Linked DNA regions of Mus musculus: regions 1 and 3 are each linked to region 2. Evidence: chromatin contacts called from public HiChIP or PLAC-seq and Micro-C data. All regions are on one chromosome and are shown on one strand. Each heading gives the region's core, a stretch centred on a gene start, on an enhancer-like site or on the middle of the called end of the contact. The rest is flanking DNA. Distances are from core to core; before and after follow the strand shown. Region 1 overlaps Rbms3 (RNA binding motif, single stranded interacting protein). Region 2 overlaps Rbms3 (RNA binding motif, single stranded interacting protein). Region 3 overlaps Rbms3 (RNA binding motif, single stranded interacting protein).

What was found. A called contact is a pair of places that touch in the nucleus more often than the background predicts. HiChIP or PLAC-seq counts read pairs in DNA pulled down with a chosen protein or histone mark.
Region 1: a contact with region 2 is called in a Micro-C map of muscle stem cells, with 4 times the contacts expected there. The contact joins two enhancer-like sites. A contact is called at or near these places in 3 of 484 Hi-C or Micro-C datasets (muscle stem cells, myocytes and nephron progenitors) and 1 of 115 datasets of contacts at active chromatin or transcription factors (pancreatic cancer cells).
Region 3: a FOXA1 HiChIP or PLAC-seq map of pancreatic cancer cells shows a contact between it and region 2. The contact joins two enhancer-like sites. A contact is called at or near these places in 2 of 484 Hi-C or Micro-C datasets (nephron progenitors and uterus) and 2 of 115 datasets of contacts at active chromatin or transcription factors (heart atrium and pancreatic cancer cells).

Annotation. Positions count from the first base shown.
Region 1 is chr9:117,150,920-117,153,724 of GRCm38.p6, forward strand. All of the region lies in intron 1 of Rbms3 (RNA binding motif, single stranded interacting protein), which reads right to left. Among named protein-coding and RNA genes, the nearest start is that of Gm39452, 42 kb to the right of the region's middle. Within about 2 kb of position 1,287, at least 25 of the 459 cell types and tissues checked have an H3K27ac peak or open chromatin away from gene starts, as enhancers often do. A contact at or near this core is called in muscle stem cells and pancreatic cancer cells, where this site is marked.
Region 2 is chr9:117,015,322-117,018,136 of GRCm38.p6, forward strand. All of the region lies in intron 3 of Rbms3 (RNA binding motif, single stranded interacting protein), which reads right to left. Among named protein-coding and RNA genes, the nearest start is that of Gm39452, 180 kb to the right of the region's middle. Within about 2 kb of position 1,465, at least 46 of the 459 cell types and tissues checked have an H3K27ac peak or open chromatin away from gene starts, as enhancers often do. A contact at or near this core is called in muscle stem cells and pancreatic cancer cells, where this site is marked.
Region 3 is chr9:116,871,655-116,874,381 of GRCm38.p6, forward strand. All of the region lies in intron 4 of Rbms3 (RNA binding motif, single stranded interacting protein), which reads right to left. Among named protein-coding and RNA genes, the nearest start is that of Gm39452, 320 kb to the right of the region's middle. Within about 2 kb of position 1,452, at least 94 of the 459 cell types and tissues checked have an H3K27ac peak or open chromatin away from gene starts, as enhancers often do. A contact at or near this core is called in pancreatic cancer cells, where this site is marked.

The DNA of each region.
Region 1 (2,805 bases), core at 37-2,536, 140 kb after region 2:
CCTAAGACCGGAAGGGGAGGAGCCTAAGACGGGAAGGGGAGGTGTCTAGGAAAGGCAGAACGATTAGGTGGTCTCTGCAAAAGGAGTCAAGAGCTCTCTTTTCCTGTGCAAGCTGTTATTTATTCCTTCATTTATCTATTCACTTGTTATTGTAATGCTTCATTAATTACTCTCCTCACTGCTATAATAAGTATCTAACAAAAAGCAAGTTCATGAAAGAAGGGTTCTTTTGGCTCATAATCTGACTGCACAGCTAGTCCATTGTGGTAGGGAATTCATGGGAGCCAGAACCTGAAGCAGCAGGTCCTGTTGCATCCACACTCAGGAAGCAGAGAATAGGGAATTCTGGCTACTTCACTGGCTTCTCCTTTTCTTTTCCTCTTTAAATCTAGGACCCCAACCTTGGGAACGCTACCACCCATGTCCAGGGTAGGCAGTTCTACCTCAACCAAATCTAAAAACTCACTTCCAGATAAGGCTGGAGCTGTACTGGCTAGTTTTGTGTCAACTTGACACAGGTTGGAGTTATCACAGAGAAAGGAGCTTCAGTTTAGGAAATGCCTCCATGAGATCCATGCTGTAAGGCATTTTCTCAATTATTGATGGGGGTGGGGGTCCCCTTGTGGGTGGTGCCATCTCTGGGCTGGTAGTCTTGGTTCTATAAGAAAGCAGGCTGAGCAAGCCTGGGGAAGCAAGCCAATAAAGAACATCCCTCCATGGCTTCTGCATCAGCTCCTGCTTCCTGACCTGCTTGAATTCTAGTCCTGACTTCCTTGGTGATGAACAGCAGTATGGAAGTGTGAGGTGAATAAACCTTTTCCTCCCCAACTTGGTCAAGTCATCACCAAGGAAGTCAAACCCTTGGTCATGATGTTTGTGCAGGAATAGAAACCCTGACTAAGACAGGAGCCTTGTCACTAGTGATTTTATGGATTCTGTCTAGTTAGTGACCAATATTAAACATCACAGATGTTTGTGTGCAGATGGGAGTAATTCAGATGCAAGGGGACAGATTTGCTGAGGGTGTCTCATGAAGGGGAGTATGGGACTTGGGCATGAATAAAAGGGTGACCTTTCCTAGGAAGGCATTGAGTCATCTGCAGTAGCAAGGGAGCTTAGGAGGGAACATGAAGGCAGGGGGATGGCTTGGAAGGGTTGGAGATGTTATGCAGGAAGCCTTTTACATTTTCAGTGAAATGGCAGAGCTAGCTGGAGGAGAGAGAGTGTAGCAATTAGTCATGCTAGGTGAGTGGGAACATGAACAGACCCAGGCAAGAGAACACTCTGTGAGGCAGCATTGGGGCCCGCCCGAGGTAAGTGGGAAGGAATTAGAGAGAGGTCGATGAATCTTGCTCTCCAGTGTGGCTGTGATGTGTGCTTACAGGGAAAAAAAGAAAGCTGGATTCATCTGGAATTAGAAGTCTTCCACAGTAACAAGAAGGAGAGGGGAGGTGTTACATGAATATTTGTAATAGAATTATGATTTTCTTCTATGAAGTATCAGTGGGACACTGTGAACAATAAAGAAAAGATTACAATAAAAGCAATCCCTAGTTCGTGGTGTGATTACAATTAGTTTAGTAAGCACTGGTATGAGAAAAGCCAGACAGGGTGAACTAGAAGAACAGCAAGACCTGAGTCACCAAAGACCTGAAACCAGGATGATGAGTGATGGTTAGGTAATTGGTAATAACAGAGTCTGGGACAGTGCCACTGGGTGGGTGGCTGAGGACCAATAATGATGAAATTATATCGTGGGGGGAAAGGGTTAAAACCAGATAAACCACGAGGTGTGGCAGAAGGATGCCGAAGACCATGGGTCACCACAGAAACACAGCAGGCGTGTTTGTCACTCCTCATTGCGTTGCTGTGACAAGGTGTCTGGCAAAGGAGAGTTTACATAGGCTCACAGTTCAAGTCTACAGCAGCCCATCATGATAGGCAAGGCCTGTGGTCAGAGGATGGGGCAGCGGCTTCCATTACAAACTCAGTCAGGAAGCAGAGAGCAATACAAGCCAGGGCTCTGTTCCTTCTCTTCATTCAGCCCAAGAACTCAGTCCAGGGAATGGTGCTACTCATGTTCAGTGGGTCTCTCATCTCACAGACATGCCCAGATGTTTGTTTACATGGTTATTCTAAATCCTGTCCGTCAAGATTAACCATCGGGGTTTCATATGGTAAATGGGTTTAGGGAAGAGGTGGCAGAAACAGGCTGAAGATGGTAAAGAGAACACACATCATGGAGCCTGAAGGATCCACTTCCCCAGGATAAGGCAAAAGAAAGCAGTAACCCTGGGGTATCTACATTTCAGTTAGAAAAGGGAGCAAGAAAGAATTTTTATTTTTGTATTTGTTTTTTGGGGGTTTTTTATTTGTTCGGTTGCTTGGGGTTTTTTGTTTGTTTGTTTGTTTGGGTTTTGTTGTTGTTGTTTTGGGGTGGTGTTGTTGTTGTCGTGTTGTTGTTTTTCGAGACAGGGTTTCTCTGTATAGCCCTGGCAGTCCCGGAACTCATTCTGTAGACCAGGATGGCCTCAAATTCAGAAATCTGCCTGCCTCTGCCACCCAAGTGCTGGGATTAAAGGCGTGCGCCACCACTGCCCAGCAAGAAAGAATTTTTTTAAAGTGGAAATCAAGGACTTTTTTTTTTCCTTTTTGGTATTAGATGTTTCAACTTCCAGGGTACCCAGGATAGGGCTTGGATATGATTCTGTTTGCCAGAGGGTTCTAGAAGTCTTACCACGAATAGCCATGAAGGTTCCCTGGGCATTAATCATAATGGTGGCACTGGATGGACACGGTATACCC
Region 2 (2,815 bases), core at 215-2,714:
ACACATAATACAAAATAATAATACAGTGGAAAGCCATGTAGGAAACCAGCCAGTGCTGACCTCTGATGTCAACATGCAGGTGCACACATGTACCATGCAATACACACACGAGCACATATGAACATTTATATACACACTTACTCACAAAGAATTACCTTAATCAATGATCACACTCTTGCAAATCATTTTCACAGTGAGCCCCGTCAAAAACAAACAGATTGGCATTTAACAAATATCCCCTCGACGAGTGTGGAATGTTATGCAAGTTAAAAGTTAACCTTGAACATGAAAATGTAGCCAATGGCATTCCTTGAGTCAAGGGAAGTCGTCTGTGTGTGCATCTACTTATTTATTCTGTGTGTATATGTGTGTTCAAGCACGGGTGTGCCACAGGACATGGGATGAAGTCAGAAGACAATTTGGGGGCCTTGGTTCTTTTCCCCCACCGTGTTAAGTCACATGTCTCTCTTGTATCTGTCCCACCGTGTTGAGTCACGTGTCTCTCTTGTATCTGTCCCACCGTGTTGAGTCACGTGTCTCTCTTGTATCTGTCCCACTGTGTTCTGTGCTCTTGACTAACTGACCCAGGTGCTTCCATAGAATTCTCCTGTCTTTGTTTCGTGTCCAACCATAAGACTTCTGGTATGATGTGTACCCTTGCATCCAGATGTTTGCATGTGGATTCTGCTGAGGAGAGACAGGATTCAGATTTTCAGGCTTCAGTGGATAGGGTATTGAGACAGGGAGCCAACCATACCACGACCTGTGTCAGAGGAATTCTAAACACTGACTTGTTCTGTGAAACACAAACTCAGAAGTGTGATGGCTTCAGCTGTAGTCTGTTTTCAGAAGGAATGCATGCTAACAAAAGGACAGCTCTGGTTTAAACTCAGTTGTATTTCTGAATGTAGCAGACCTGTTTTGCCTCTCTTAATGCCTCCCAGTTCTTGAGTTTGAGAGAAAAACAGACACCAAGCATTAAATATCTGATATTTTAACCCAGGAGGTCTGGCTATAAAGAAGACGATGTCTCCATTCTCAAAAAAAAAAAAAAATGGAAACGTCAATAGATCTTTCTTCTTGCTGTTTGGTTACGTATGTGTGTTCGTGTGAATGCTGGTACATGTGTGTGCCAGGGTGAAGGCACGCATGTGTGAGTGAGTGCAGAGGCCAGAGGACAACATCGTATGTCATATTACAGGCACACTCTACCTTTCTTTTGGGGCAGGGTCCCTTTCTGGCATGACACTCCCAAGAAGGCAAGCAGGCTGGCTGCTCAGTGAGCCTGCCTGTGTCCACCTCTCCAGGGCTGGAGTTGTCAACAAAGCACCTCACCAACTGAGCCATCTCTCCAGCCCACCAGCAGCCTCTTCCTACTTGATGTTTTTCAAATTAGAACCAAGGGCTAAGGAATGTGATGCAAGTCTAGAATGTTGGTGTGACTGACTCATGCATGGCATCTAACCACAGAGGAGACTTTGAACCAGGAACTAAGATCTATGCCACACATAATGGGTTTCCAGTGACTTGGGCGGCAGGCAGAATTTCAGACACTGATTCAGTGCATATCACTCCATCTGCTTCCTGATTCTGGTGCCCAGTTTCCTATCTCAACCCATGCCCTAGAATTTTAAAAAATTATCGAAATCTCACTTTTGGGCATGGCTGGCTAGTAGCATTAGATTGTGACAGTGGCTGAAAGAACTTCCAATTATGGCTCAAGGCTGTGCTCCTAACACTTGGTATTACAAAGCCAGGCTCTCAGTTCTGTGACTACTCCCTGGACTTTCTTTCTTCTACGTGGCCGTGTCATCTGACTCAGCATCACCACACGCTGGTCCTCCTACACGCAGTGACCTGCTGACTGCAGGCAGAGAACTTCAAAGTCGGCAGCGGCAACTATCTTTTTGCTTCCCTTACCTTCCTTCCTTCCCCCCCCTCCCTTCCTTCCCCTTTCTTTCCTTCCCACAAGGCTCCCCGTGACATCTCTGAAAACACATGATACAACAGATTTAGCAATATTAAGCACTGGCCCTCCATGCTACCTTACACAGCATGTGTTAAGAGGGGACTTCCAATGTCCCACAATCAAAGTTCACAGAAGCTCTGGTCAGCATCATGTTGGAAGGCTTGGAAGGCACAGTAGACAAGGATTGCCTGAGTTGACCACATGATGCAGCAGAAATATTTTCAGCCATAAAGAAGAATGAAGTTGTCCTTTGTAGGCTAATAATCGCAACTGGAGATAATCATATTAAGAGAATTCATAATAAAATGGCCTGCTTTCTCTCATTTGTGCCTCCTGTATTTTATTCAAATGCATGAAGTCATCTTCCATCTGACATGGAAGAATAGAAAAGTCGAGGAGGACAAGGTGACTAGTGAGGGGGCAGGCAAAGGGGAGCAGAGGCAGGGTTGTACAACATGCAATATAATGATGTAAAACTATATACTTACACAAAATGTCAAAGTTGAGAGAAAGAAATGAGGAAAGAAGGAAGGACAGAAGAGGGAATAAGGAAGGAAGGAAGTAAAGGAGAGGAAGGAAGGAAAGGAAGAGAAGGAAAGAAGGATGGAAACAGAAAGAAGAAAAGGAAGGGAGGGAGAAGGGAGGAAGGTGAAGGAAAGGGAAGGAAGGAAGAAGAAAGAAGAAGAGATAAGAGGGAGGGATAGAGGAAGTGTAGATAAGAGGAAATGAAAACGTAGAAAAAGAGAGTTAGAGGTGAACTCCTCATCAGAACCAGGAGAGAAGAATACATGGAGGGAGGAAGGTAAGGAAGGAGAGACAGAGGGAGGGAAGGAGAGGAGGGAGGCA
Region 3 (2,727 bases), core at 202-2,701, 140 kb before region 2:
GTATTCACTGATGTAAAGAGCTCTGCCCACTGTGGGCGACACCATCCCCTGGCTGGGATCCTGGACTATGCAAGAGAGGAAGGGAGTCAGCAGCAGCCTGCATCACTCTCTGCCTCCTGACCGTGCGTGTGATGAGAGCAGCTGCTTCTGTCTCCTGACACCTTGATTTCCCTGCCTTGATGGGCTGTCAGTGTAAATAAAGCCTTTCTCTATTAAGTTGTTTTGGCAGGACGTTTTTATCATAACTGTTTGTGATGGGAAATGACAGGGACCGAGACTCTCCTTCTGGAAGAGAAAATGGACTTCATTGTTTGGGGGGGGGGAGGGATATTTAATAGAGATTAAATGGCAACCTAAGCTTCACCTTAAATATATTAAGTTGGGGTGTGCCATATTGAAAGTAGTACAGTTATCTGTATACAAATATTGATTAAAAATTACCACTGAAAGCTAGAAGAGTTGTGTGCACACACATACATGTGTGCACACATAGCACATACACCATACAGGAATTAAAACGATAAGAAAACAAAATAAAAGAGTAGGGCTCCATTAACTGAAGAGTGTTTCACTAGTCAGGAAACATTGGGAGCAAGAATCCTCATTTCAGACTCTGCAGAGCTCACAAGGAAGAGGGTATCGGTGAATGAGGCCGCTGTCAGACACCCTCTTCATTCACGCCGTAAATCACAAACATTAGACGTTGGCAGTTTATATTTTGGTTGTGATCTTTGACAACCTTTTATTTCTATCTAACAGAAAACTGATGAATGAAACAAAGCTTCCACGAAAATCTAAGCATCCTGTAGCTCTGTGAGGACAACTCCCTACCCAGATAGAAATGCGCCAGGAAGGACAAGTGAGCTGTTTCAGCAGGGAAGGCTCGTGGCACCCGGTCAGAGGACCTGAGTTCAGGAGCAGAATCCATGTGATAAAAGGAGAGGACTAAATGCTGCCGATTGTCCTCTGACCTCCACATGTCTGTCTGTCTATCTGTCTGTCTGTCTGTCTGTCTGTCTCTCTCTCTCTCACACACACACACACACACACACACACACACACAGAGAGAGAGAGAGAGAGAGAGAGAGAGAGAGAGAGAGAGAGAAACTTAGTGGTAGTAGAAAAAAATCATAAAAATAAAATTTGAATATTCTTTCTAACATCTGAGACAAGCTTTACTTTCTTTAACTCCTGACTTCATCCTGATTGCACTAAATATATCCTAATCTGGAATATTCTAAACAGAAAATGAAGAACACTCATGTGTGCATAGTCAACTAGTTCCTCACCACAGAGTACCCTGTGGCCCATTTTGTGACTCCCCTGCTCATGTCTTTCTCAGAATAAAATTAACTTTTCTAGAGATCTCGTCGTCTCTGAAGGAACAAAGGTCCTACATGTCTGACTGACACCAAACCCATCAAGGCAGTAGATCTGGGAAGAAGTTGGCTCATGAAACCGCTTAGTCATTCCCATTCAACCCTCCGACGCTCAGTGTGAGCTGCCAAGAAGCCGTATCATGAAAAGCTAATTTGGCTCTTGAAGATAGCATGTTTTCACAAAGTGATAAGAAGGAGAAGTTGAGCTGGGTTCAGACAGGCTGTCTCTGTTCTCAGAAATATTGTCTGCTGTTTTATCAGCCGCTACATTCCACAGCAAGAGATGAAATACGACATTCTCTCCCTCCAAGGGTGGGGCATGCTTCTATGCGTGCATGTCTGTGTGTATGTGCGCGCGTGCATGCGTGCGTGCGTGCGTGCGTGCGTGCGTGCGTGCGTGCGTGCGTGTGTGCGTGTGTGTGTGTGTGTGTGTGTGTGTCCTTACTGCACAAGTTTGGTTCAGTCAGCAGTTGACACAGAATCCTGCCTCTGGACACATCCCTTGAACCTTCAGCCTCTGCTGAAACATTTCCTTTCTCCTGGCTTTCATCTGAGTTTCTCTCTTCTCCACCCCACTTATTCCCCTTGGCTGCTGTTCAGTTTGGTCATACATTTTCCAGGATGCAATCTTTAAGGGATCCTGCCATGTGAACTGAACTTACTCTATTCCCAGCATTCCCCGTGCTCTTCTGTCCCCCTCGGGGAAACATGATAACCTTTGTTTTCGAAAATACCCCTGCCTTGTGTGTATATTTGCTTTGAAAGTTGAGTCTTTGAACAGGATCTGGAGCCGGCCGGCTCACACTTAGGGAGAGATCACAAGACGCTACAAGGAACCAGACAGATTATCTTGCCATCTGCTGAGGGGTTCTAAAGGAAGTGGGGCAGTTAAAGATGAAAGCGAAGCTGAGCTCCTCGCCCCACTGTTCAACCCCCACATGCCAGGAATAATCTTGACCGACCCCAAACCTGTTGGTTGGCCTCTTAGAGAAAAGCAATAAAGTTGAACTGAGTTCCGTTACCCTGCATTAGCTGTGATCCAAATATCTAGCCATTTACAATTTGACACTTTCATAGGAGTGGTGACTCATTCCTGGAGCATATCAGCCTTAAAGCAAATAGCCACATGAAGTTCAGAATACCAGAATAGGCCAGTGGCTTCCCTATTCTCTCTCCCCACTGCCCTGTACATTCAGGTGTTATTTCTGCTACATTATGTCCCTTGAAGATGCTGGTTACTGAAAGAGGCCAGAGACTTTTACAACCTAAAGAAGCAAGCAGGCCATGCTCTCCCTCTCTCGCCACCTTTCTCTCCTTTCTTCTTTCTCTTTCTCTCTGTCCTTTCCCT